Linked DNA regions of Ovis aries: region 1 is linked to region 2. Evidence: chromatin contacts called from public Hi-C data. All regions are on one chromosome and are shown on one strand. Each heading gives the region's core, a stretch centred on a gene start, on an enhancer-like site or on the middle of the called end of the contact. The rest is flanking DNA. Distances are from core to core; before and after follow the strand shown. Region 1 has its middle 30 kb from the start of SLC22A16. Region 2 has its middle 16 kb from the start of GTF3C6.

Region 1 (4,337 bases), core at 209-2,708, 320 kb after region 2:
TTGCCTGGAAAAACCCATGGACGGAGGAACCTGTTAGGCTGCAATCCATGGGGTCGCTAGGAGTCGGACACGACTGAGCAACTTCATTTTCACTTGTCACTTTCATGCATTGGAGAAGGAAATGGCAACCCACTCCAGTGTTCTTGCCTGGAGAATCCCAGGGATGGGGGAGCCTGGTGGGCTGCCGTCTCTGGGGTCACACAGAGTCAGACACGACTGAGGTGACTTAGAAGCAGCAGTAGCAAGTTGGTGTTAATGTTGTTGCTCTGCAATTGATAACTAGTACAATTATCTTTTAGAAGTTTTATAATTTTAACTCTTAGGTTTAGGTCTTCAATCTATTTGCAGTTAATTTTTATAGATGGTGCGAGGTAAGGATCTTTCTCTTTTTTCTTTCAATTTCTTTTTTTCATATGGCTAATCCAACTATTCTATCATCAATTGTTAAAAATACTATCCTCTGCCCACTGAATTGCCCTGGGATCTCTGTCAAAGGACACCTGACTGTACATATGAGAATCTATTTCTGAACTTTCTGTTCAGTTGTTCTAGTTACCTTTACACCAATGTACTCTGTCTTAATTCCTGTAGTTATATATTTTTTAAATTCCAGTATTTGTATAAATAATTCTTAAACTCCTTCAACTCTGTCTTTCAAAGACTTTTGGCTATTCTAAGTGCTTTGCGTTTCCATGTAAACTTTAGAAAGTAGGTTCATCACGATACAAGAGCACCTCCTTTTCTTGCCCTGTTGCCCCACAAGTACCACAGCCTCTGCCTTGAGCTTCCTCAGCCCTAAATTACTTACCTATGTCCCACGATTTCAGGGGACACTTATCAAGCTCTTTGAGAGATTTCCTGGACGTTCCTCTTCTTAGGGTCGTAAGAAGGTGCCATTACCTTCGGAAGATAGTAGCCATTCTTGCCAAGAAACCCTTTCCACCAGCCCACTCAGTGGAGCTCCAGGTGGAGAATCACCGGACTGCTTTATGTCTCCAGTGTGGGTTGTATTCCTGCCCTGCTGTGTTGAACATCTTCATCCTGGTCTGTCCCAAAACTTGATTGGTGTGCCAGACAGTTATCATATCTTTGCATCTTACTCAAACCCCCAATTTAACATTTTGTTATACATTTTAGATAAATTATAAAACATTTAAATAATTTCATCTGGCATTTTTTGTTTTATAGGCAGAGAGTCGTCCAGGGAATCAAGTGTGCAATACTGCCAGAGACAGGAAAGTGAAAGCGTTAGTTGCTCAATCGTGTCCGACTCTTTGTGACCCCAGGGACTGCAGGCCGCCAGGCTCCACTGTCCGTGGAATTCTTACTTGGAGAGGTAGGAGAAATAGAGGAGGACTTTGCCTTCTGAATATATTGGAAGGAAGAGAAATAAGTGCTCAGAACCCAATAAACCTGAATTTTTCCAAGTTCTTTTCAACCCTTAAAGGTAGCTCTTGTTAGGGCTAAGCCCCAGCTCCCAGCTGGGCAGTGTTATGCAGCAGCATTTAAATGAGAGATGAGCAGTCCTAACCACATGCTGGTTCTGAGGCAGTTTCATACAAAATGACTACATAAATCCAGGTGAGTGCTTGTTAAACACACAGTTACACACCCACAGAGCTGGGCTGAACACACGTAGGCAGGAAGAAGCACAACAGGCATGGTTTCTTAGGATTAATAACACGGCTATCAAAGAAACAGAGGATCTCCCCTCTTGTCATTTTTAAGTTTTCTTAAAAAACCAATTGGTCTTTTCTTAAAAGACCAATATTTATGCTGAAATGTCTTCACAGATTGGGGCACATTTTTATTAAAACAAATTAATACACCACAGATGTAGTACATATACGTATGTACCCTGATTTGGGCCAGTATTATGTTCTATAAGCATGTAGCACAGATCCAAGGAAAAAATTCTGAACTAGTAATTTACTTGAGTTTTTAAAACTTGCTGATGGGGGAAATAATGAAAATAGTAGCAACAGAAATGTAGATAGTAAAGGTAGCATTTGGTCAGTGGAGGAAAAAAATGCATTAGTCAGTAGATGGGCTTGAGACAATTGGCAGTCATTTGGAAGAATGTAGTATCCCTAACCTCACTCTTCATTACCAATAAAGATTTCCAGTAAAGTTTTATATATGAGTAAAATCATAAACCAACCAGCAAAGCTTAAGATGCCAGAAGGAAACATGTATGTAAGTATGTGTGTGTCTTTTTGCATGAACACATACATATAATCATGATCAAAATTTTGCAGCACCCAAGAATGTTAGGTGAAAAATAAACATCTCCTTTCTGACCTAAACCCCATGTTCTATTTCTCAGGAGAAACCAATCTGTCAGTTTCTTGTGTAAATATTCTGTATATGTTTAGGCAGACGTATTCGGGCTTCCCTGAGGGCTCAGCGGTAAAGACTCTGCCTGCAATGCAGGAGACACAGGAGATGTGGGTTTCATCCCTGGGTCGGGAAGATCCCCTAGAGGAGAAAATGGCAACCCACTTCTGCATTCTTGCCTGAAATATCCCATGGACAGAGGAGCCTGGTGGACTGCAGTCTAAAAGGATCTCAAAGAGTCAGACATGGCTGAGCGCATACATGTATACCTTTTATTAAAAGACATTCATATTAGACAAAAAGAATCCTATCCACTTTTTCACATTATATCTTGAACTTCTATTTAGTACATATTGTTCTACTTATTCATTATTAATGACTGCCTAATATTCCCTTGACTAGATGCACCATAACTTATTTAAGTCCTTTCCTAAATTGCTTTTTTCTCATAGCAAAATGTTTTCAAGGTCTCTCCATATCTCCTACATTAATCTAATTCACTTCCCTCCTGTTGCATAGTTTTCCACAGCAGGAATATGACACAGTTTACCCACTGACAGGTTGCTTCCAATTTTTCTCTGTAACAAACAATAGAATTTCTAGTCCATGTCCTCGTGTGAGAGTTTCTCGAGGGCAGCAGTCCTCGTATTTTCAAAAGATCACACTGGCTGTTGTGCTAAGAACAGACTTGGGTCTAAAAGCAGGGAGACTGGTTGGGAGGCCACTGTGATAGTCCAGATGAGTGGTTAAGTGGCTTAGTGCCACCAAGAATGGTGAATGGTGGTGACAAGTGTTTGGAATGAGGTACACTTTGGAGGTAAAGGTAACATGACCTGCTGATGTTCAGACATAGAATATGAGAGGAAAAGAAAAGTCAACTAAACAACTAAGAGATTAAAGGTATCATTCACTAAGATACTGATCACTGGGGGATGAGCAGCTTTAGGGAGAAGATCAGTATTACAAAATCTGTTTCGGAAATATTAAGGTGGTCCATCAGACTTCCCAGTGGAGATGTCAAGAAGTTGGAGTTCAGGTAAAAGCTCGGCACCAGAGATACTGACTCGTGAGTCGTCAGTGTGTGGATGCAATTCATAAGGATGATATCTAAAACCAAGATAGCAAGACAGAGTGAGTGCAGACAGAGAGGAGGTTCGTGGCTCTTCTTAGAGCTTTCCAGTATTAGAAACTGGAAAGAGGAACAAGATCTAGAGAAGGATACATGAAGGAACAGTCATCAAGACGGGAGGCGACCTGGTTTCCAGTTCGATAAATGCTGCTAGTAATGATCCAGTAATATCAAGACTTGACAATTGCCTATAGGATTGACACAGAGGAGCTCACTGAAGTGGGCAAAAGCTTGACAGGATTGGTATCAAGAGAGAAAGGGAGAAGAACTGAAGACTCCTGGAGGAATTTTTCCTTAAAAGGGAGCAGGGGAAAAAAGGGACATTAGCCTGAAGGGATGTGAGACCAAGTGAGGATGCTAAAATCAAGATATCACAACTTCTTATAAAAAGCAGACAGGAGATCCCAAGTAGAGAAGGAGATGGGTACCTCCCACACACACTGCCAGGCTGCCCAAGTTAGAAAAGTTTGTCCTTCACGTGGTGGAAAAGCAGAGTATGTGGGATAAATGAATAAAAGGAGAGAGATTATATGTGGTGCAGGGAGTGAACATTCTCTATTAATTTTTCTCTGTTATGGTCTCAGTGCAATAAGAATATCGAGTCAGCTGAGACTGAGGCTGGTTGCTTGAAGACAGTCACCCAAGAGGAGAGTGAGAAGTGTTGCCTGCAACAGAGGGCAGCTGGTCAAACTGTGCCATTAAAGATAAGGGAATCTGCAAGTCAAGACCATCATGCCTACCAGCCAGGCCAGGCAGGCTGGTATGGCATCTTAGGAAACGAAAGAAGTTTAAGGCCAGCTGAGTGGGAAGGGGTTGGGGTGGCTTTACTGAGCAACTCAGCTACCTTCTGTGGTACACATTTCCTCAACAA
Region 2 (4,516 bases), core at 832-3,331:
GGTCTTAGAGACTATGAGTAAGCTGGAATTATGAGTAAGCAGAGCTATAACTAGCTAAATGAGGTGGTAGGCTGGTAGTCATCGAGACAGAGGAATGGTGACACCCTCTGGTTGGGGAATACTGCATTCCTGCTGCAGCCAAGAGTGACAAGTTAACCCAGTCTCTAGGCATGCATGGAATTTGTCCAGTTTCATGTTCATTTCAGTTCCCAATGGAAGCCCAATCATACTGCTATTCTTAGGTACCCATGATATTCTTATCTCTTTTTATTGTCATGTGCATCCTTAAAATAGATGGGCTTCCCATTACTTGAGATTTCCTGAGTGAGTCTGTGCTCCTAAAACATAAAAAGCTGATACAGCTCCAAAACAGATGGAGAATAAGTTTAATAGAAATAGTCCCTTTAATAAAACTTATGCATTTATTTCTTTTCTTTCTATATGCTTAACTATTGTTATGCATATATATCCAGTGGTTAAGTATACTCACATTGTTGTGCAACCAATCTCTAGAAATTTTTCTCTCCTTATTTTTTAACTCTTTTATTTTTGGACTTGCTATGTGGCTTGCGGGATCTGAGTTCCCTGACTATGGATTGAACCCAGACCACAGCAGTGAAAGCACCGAATCCTAACCACTGGACCACCAGGGAACTCCCAGAACTTTTTCATCTTGCAAAGAATTGCTTTTTAAAGAACTAGTTTTGGGGACTTCCTGATGGTTCGGTGGCTAAGACTTCATGCTCCCAGCGCAGAGGGCCCAGGTTCGACCCCTGGTCAGGGAACTAGATCCCACATGCCACAACTAAGAGTTCACATGCTACAATTAAGACCCAGCACAGCCAAGTATATAATTTCTTTTTAATAAAGAACTAATTTTTTATGAAATCTATTTTAAGGCTATCCCCTTTCCACCTGAACCACTTCCTAACTTAACCATCGAGTCTGATGCTCAGGGTCATATTGGCAATTTTGGGGTTTGTTTGTTTTTACTTCTCTTATTGGCCTCTTTATTCAGGCAATCACTCAAAAAAATACTATTACTTTTAGTACTTTCAGCAGGAATATCTCTTGATCGCTCCTCATTTCCCTCAGCTACTGCCTTAATCCAGATCTAAATTTCCCACATTCATTTTCAACATCTTCTGTGTATGATGTATTTATCTTTTCTGTTTCTAATTATGTGCTTCACATTTTTCATATTGATCTTCAAATAATAACAGTTATGAAATTCAAATAGAGTTCTAAACATTAAAGATTCTATCAACTGTTGGTAAATAGGGCAGCTGCCAAATTAGCACTGCCAATACCTTAGGACTCTAATTTGCCTGGATCCTTGACCCCTCAGATTGTAAAAGACAGGTTGAATTAGAAGAGACAATCTCTAAATTGACTCCATCCATAACATTGCCTAGACCATTTATATTTTTGCTTTAGCATCTTGATGGCATTTAGTCTATTTACAGAATATTACTTATTTAAAGAGCTTGGTCTTACAGAATTAGCATTTTATTATCAATACATTTCAAAAAGGAAGTCAAAGTGCTAAGAACAAAATTACTAGGGTGTTACAAATGCTTTCAGCTGTTATAACAGTTTGGCTTGTATCAGAATGTACCATACCTTATCAAACCTCACACTCTACTTTTTCACCCACTAACATTTTTGTTCCAACCAAGCCAAACTGTTGAAACTCTATATCCTGCTTTATTTTTTTTTCGCTGTTTGCCACTGGGTCTTTGCTTCTGTCATTTGTTCTGGTAGGCTAACCTTTGCTCCTTAGTCTCTGCCTATTACTTCTCTTACTCCAGGAAATTTATCCTGACTAGCCTACTCTATATTCATTCATTCAACTCACATTTACTGAACATTTAATATGTGCCAGGCCCTCCTTCCACTTTTCTTATCAGTTTCTCTGTGCAGCTCTTAAATTAACTAAACAAAAAGGACATTAACCTGAGGTGCTTCTAATTCTGTGGCAGCCTAAGAGTAAACAATCACAGATCTAAGCCTGGTGCCAACTCAAGGTCATGAAATTGAAACCTAAGGACAACCAATCACAAACGACCAGCAAGGCTTGAAGCTATAGCCCGCCAATGAATGCCGTACTTTGCTCCGTCTTCTGTGGACAGAGCACTCCTGACGAATTCCAGTTTGGCACTGCCTAATTGGAATCGATTTTTGTTCAAATTAACTCTTAAAAATTTTAATATGCCTCATTGTATCTTTTAAGACAATTTAAAATCATATTGCTCACATCTGCTTTGTATTTGTTAGTTCGTGTGTGTGTGTGTGTATGTGTTTTCTCAAGTTGATTTTAAGTGCCTTGAGTTAATTTTTTGACTTCTTTGCACAGTGTTGTGGCATTAAGGTTGTTGAATGGATGGATGGATGAATTAAATAATGTGAAAACTTGTTTAATTCAGAGGAATTTGAAGGAAACAACTAGACTTAAAAAATCTTAACTAGATAAAAGTCACTCTGAATGCAAACAGCTTTGAGGGTTATGTTGTAGGTGATTCGACCAAGTGACCTGTCTTTATACTGGGACTCCTCTATAAACATATGCACTACTCCATAAACATTTTTTACTGAAATCACTCAGTTCTGACCCTTACTCATTCACTGTTAACTATTTCTTCTCTAAGTGACTCAGTGACTGAGACATGTTCTGTTCAGAAAATGTTTATGTATTATTAAAAGGAATTAATATGTGTTGTGTTTAGTGTTTGCTTGTATAAGGGTACATGTTCTTTCATTGCAGGGACCCAGTATTTGAAGTAATTTCACACACATAGATTTCATAATTAATACAATTCTAAATTTATAGTGGATACTTAATACATGTTTTTGGAGTGGATGAATGAATCGCAAAAAAAAAAAAAAAAAGTTTTATCCTTTGGAAAAAAAGTCTTCTTTTCCTAAGTCTGTGTTTCTCAGTATGATACTGGACCACATATTTTAAAATCACTTGGGATTCTTGTTAAAAATAGAAATTCTTGGGATTTCCCTGGTAGTCCAGTGGCTAAGATTCTGTACTCCCAATGCATGGGGCCCGTGTTTGAGCCCTGCTCAGGGACCTAGACCCCGCATGCTGCAGTGAAGATCAAAGATCCCAGTGCAGCCAAAGAAACAAATAAATGAATAACTTTAAAAATAGAAATTCTTCAGCCACAGACCTAACAGAATCTTGTAGGGGTGAGGTTGGGTGGGTAGATGGAACGACCAGAAGTACACACTTTGAACAGGTGCCTCACATAATTCTGATGCTCCCATAAGTCTGAGCACCATTGCCCTAAGTATTGGGGTGGCCAAAAAGTTCATTTGGATTTTTCTGTTAAAGATGTTACTGAAAAACCAAAATAAACTTTTTGGTCAACCCAATAAAAGGTAGACCCATGAAGGTACCTGCTCAGTAGTCAAGAGCATAAACCTTGAAGCCAGATTGCCTGAGCTTATCACTAAACATATGTTCTATGCATACTATTTAACCTCCCTGTGTCTCAGTTTCCTCATCTACAAAATGGGAAGAACAGTATAATTATTGCTGAAAGTTATCGTGAGGGTTAATATAGGGTTAATATAGTCAATATAGGTAAAGTGCTTGGAACAGAGCCTGGCTGTATAAACACTGTTTTTATCACTTTCTAACAAAGTGGTACATTTCTGTATATAGCGTGTCTTGTTGTAAGAAGACCTAACCCTCAGAGTTTGTCCTTTCTATCCCCTCTCCTTTTCTGTTTCCGAGGAGTAGACACTTCAGGCTAGGATATTGCCTTGTGCTGTGCTGTACTTAGTCGCTCAGTCATGTCCGACTCTTTGTGACCCCAAGGACTGTGGCCTGCCAGGCTCCTCTGTCCATGGGGATTCTTCAGGCAAGAAAACTTCAGTGGGTTGCCATGCCCTCCTCCAGGGGATCTTCCCAGTTCAGGGATAGAAGCCAGGTCTCCCGCACTGCAGGCAGATTCTTGACCTTCTGAGCCACCAGGAATGTTCAAGAATACTGGAGTGGGTAGCCTATCCCTTCTCCAGAGGATCTTCTCCACCCAGGAATCAAACCAGGGTCTCCTGCATTTCAGGAGGATTCTTTACCAGCTGAGCTAGCAGGGAAGCCCGGATATCACCTTATTGCAGGGCAGACCTGCACAAAGAAAGCTTAGATCTTTTACCACGTGCTGCTGAGCCAGAGATCAGTATTCAGTCTTTTGTACAGCTTACCTGTAATTAAAATCAAATAAAAAGGGCAGAGATTCAAATGAGTCTAACATATTTTCTCACCAGAAAGTGTTTGGGTAGCTGCAAAGGGTAACAGAACAGCCTATTGTAGCCACTGCCCTACAGCCAAGTCATCTCCTATCCCAAGTCTCTGTGGAGAGCACCTTGATGGTGGGGTCTCTTCTTCCTTCCTACTCTTGTCTCAAAGACATTTGCCAGTCTCTGGTGGGTGGGAAGGCATTCCCAAGACCAAACCAGAGTTTATAACTCTCCCTCAGAGAGTACGATGAGCTTTGGCAAC

What was found. A called contact is a pair of places that touch in the nucleus more often than the background predicts.
Region 1: a contact with region 2 is called in a Hi-C map of liver, with 5 times the contacts expected there. The contact joins two enhancer-like sites. A contact is called at or near these places in 7 of 16 Hi-C or Micro-C datasets (liver, mesenteric adipose tissue, muscle and 3 more).

The regions. Positions count from the first base shown.
Region 1 is chr8:27,026,708-27,031,044 of ARS-UI_Ramb_v3.0, forward strand. No RefSeq gene overlaps it. Among named protein-coding and RNA genes, the nearest start is that of SLC22A16, 30 kb to the right of the region's middle. Within about 2 kb of position 1,459, at least 3 of the 54 cell types and tissues checked have an H3K27ac peak or open chromatin away from gene starts, as enhancers often do. A contact at or near this core is called in liver, where this site is marked.
Region 2 is chr8:26,709,955-26,714,470 of ARS-UI_Ramb_v3.0, forward strand. No RefSeq gene overlaps it. Among named protein-coding and RNA genes, the nearest start is that of GTF3C6, 16 kb to the left of the region's middle. Within about 2 kb of position 2,082, at least 4 of the 54 cell types and tissues checked have an H3K27ac peak or open chromatin away from gene starts, as enhancers often do. A contact at or near this core is called in liver, where this site is marked.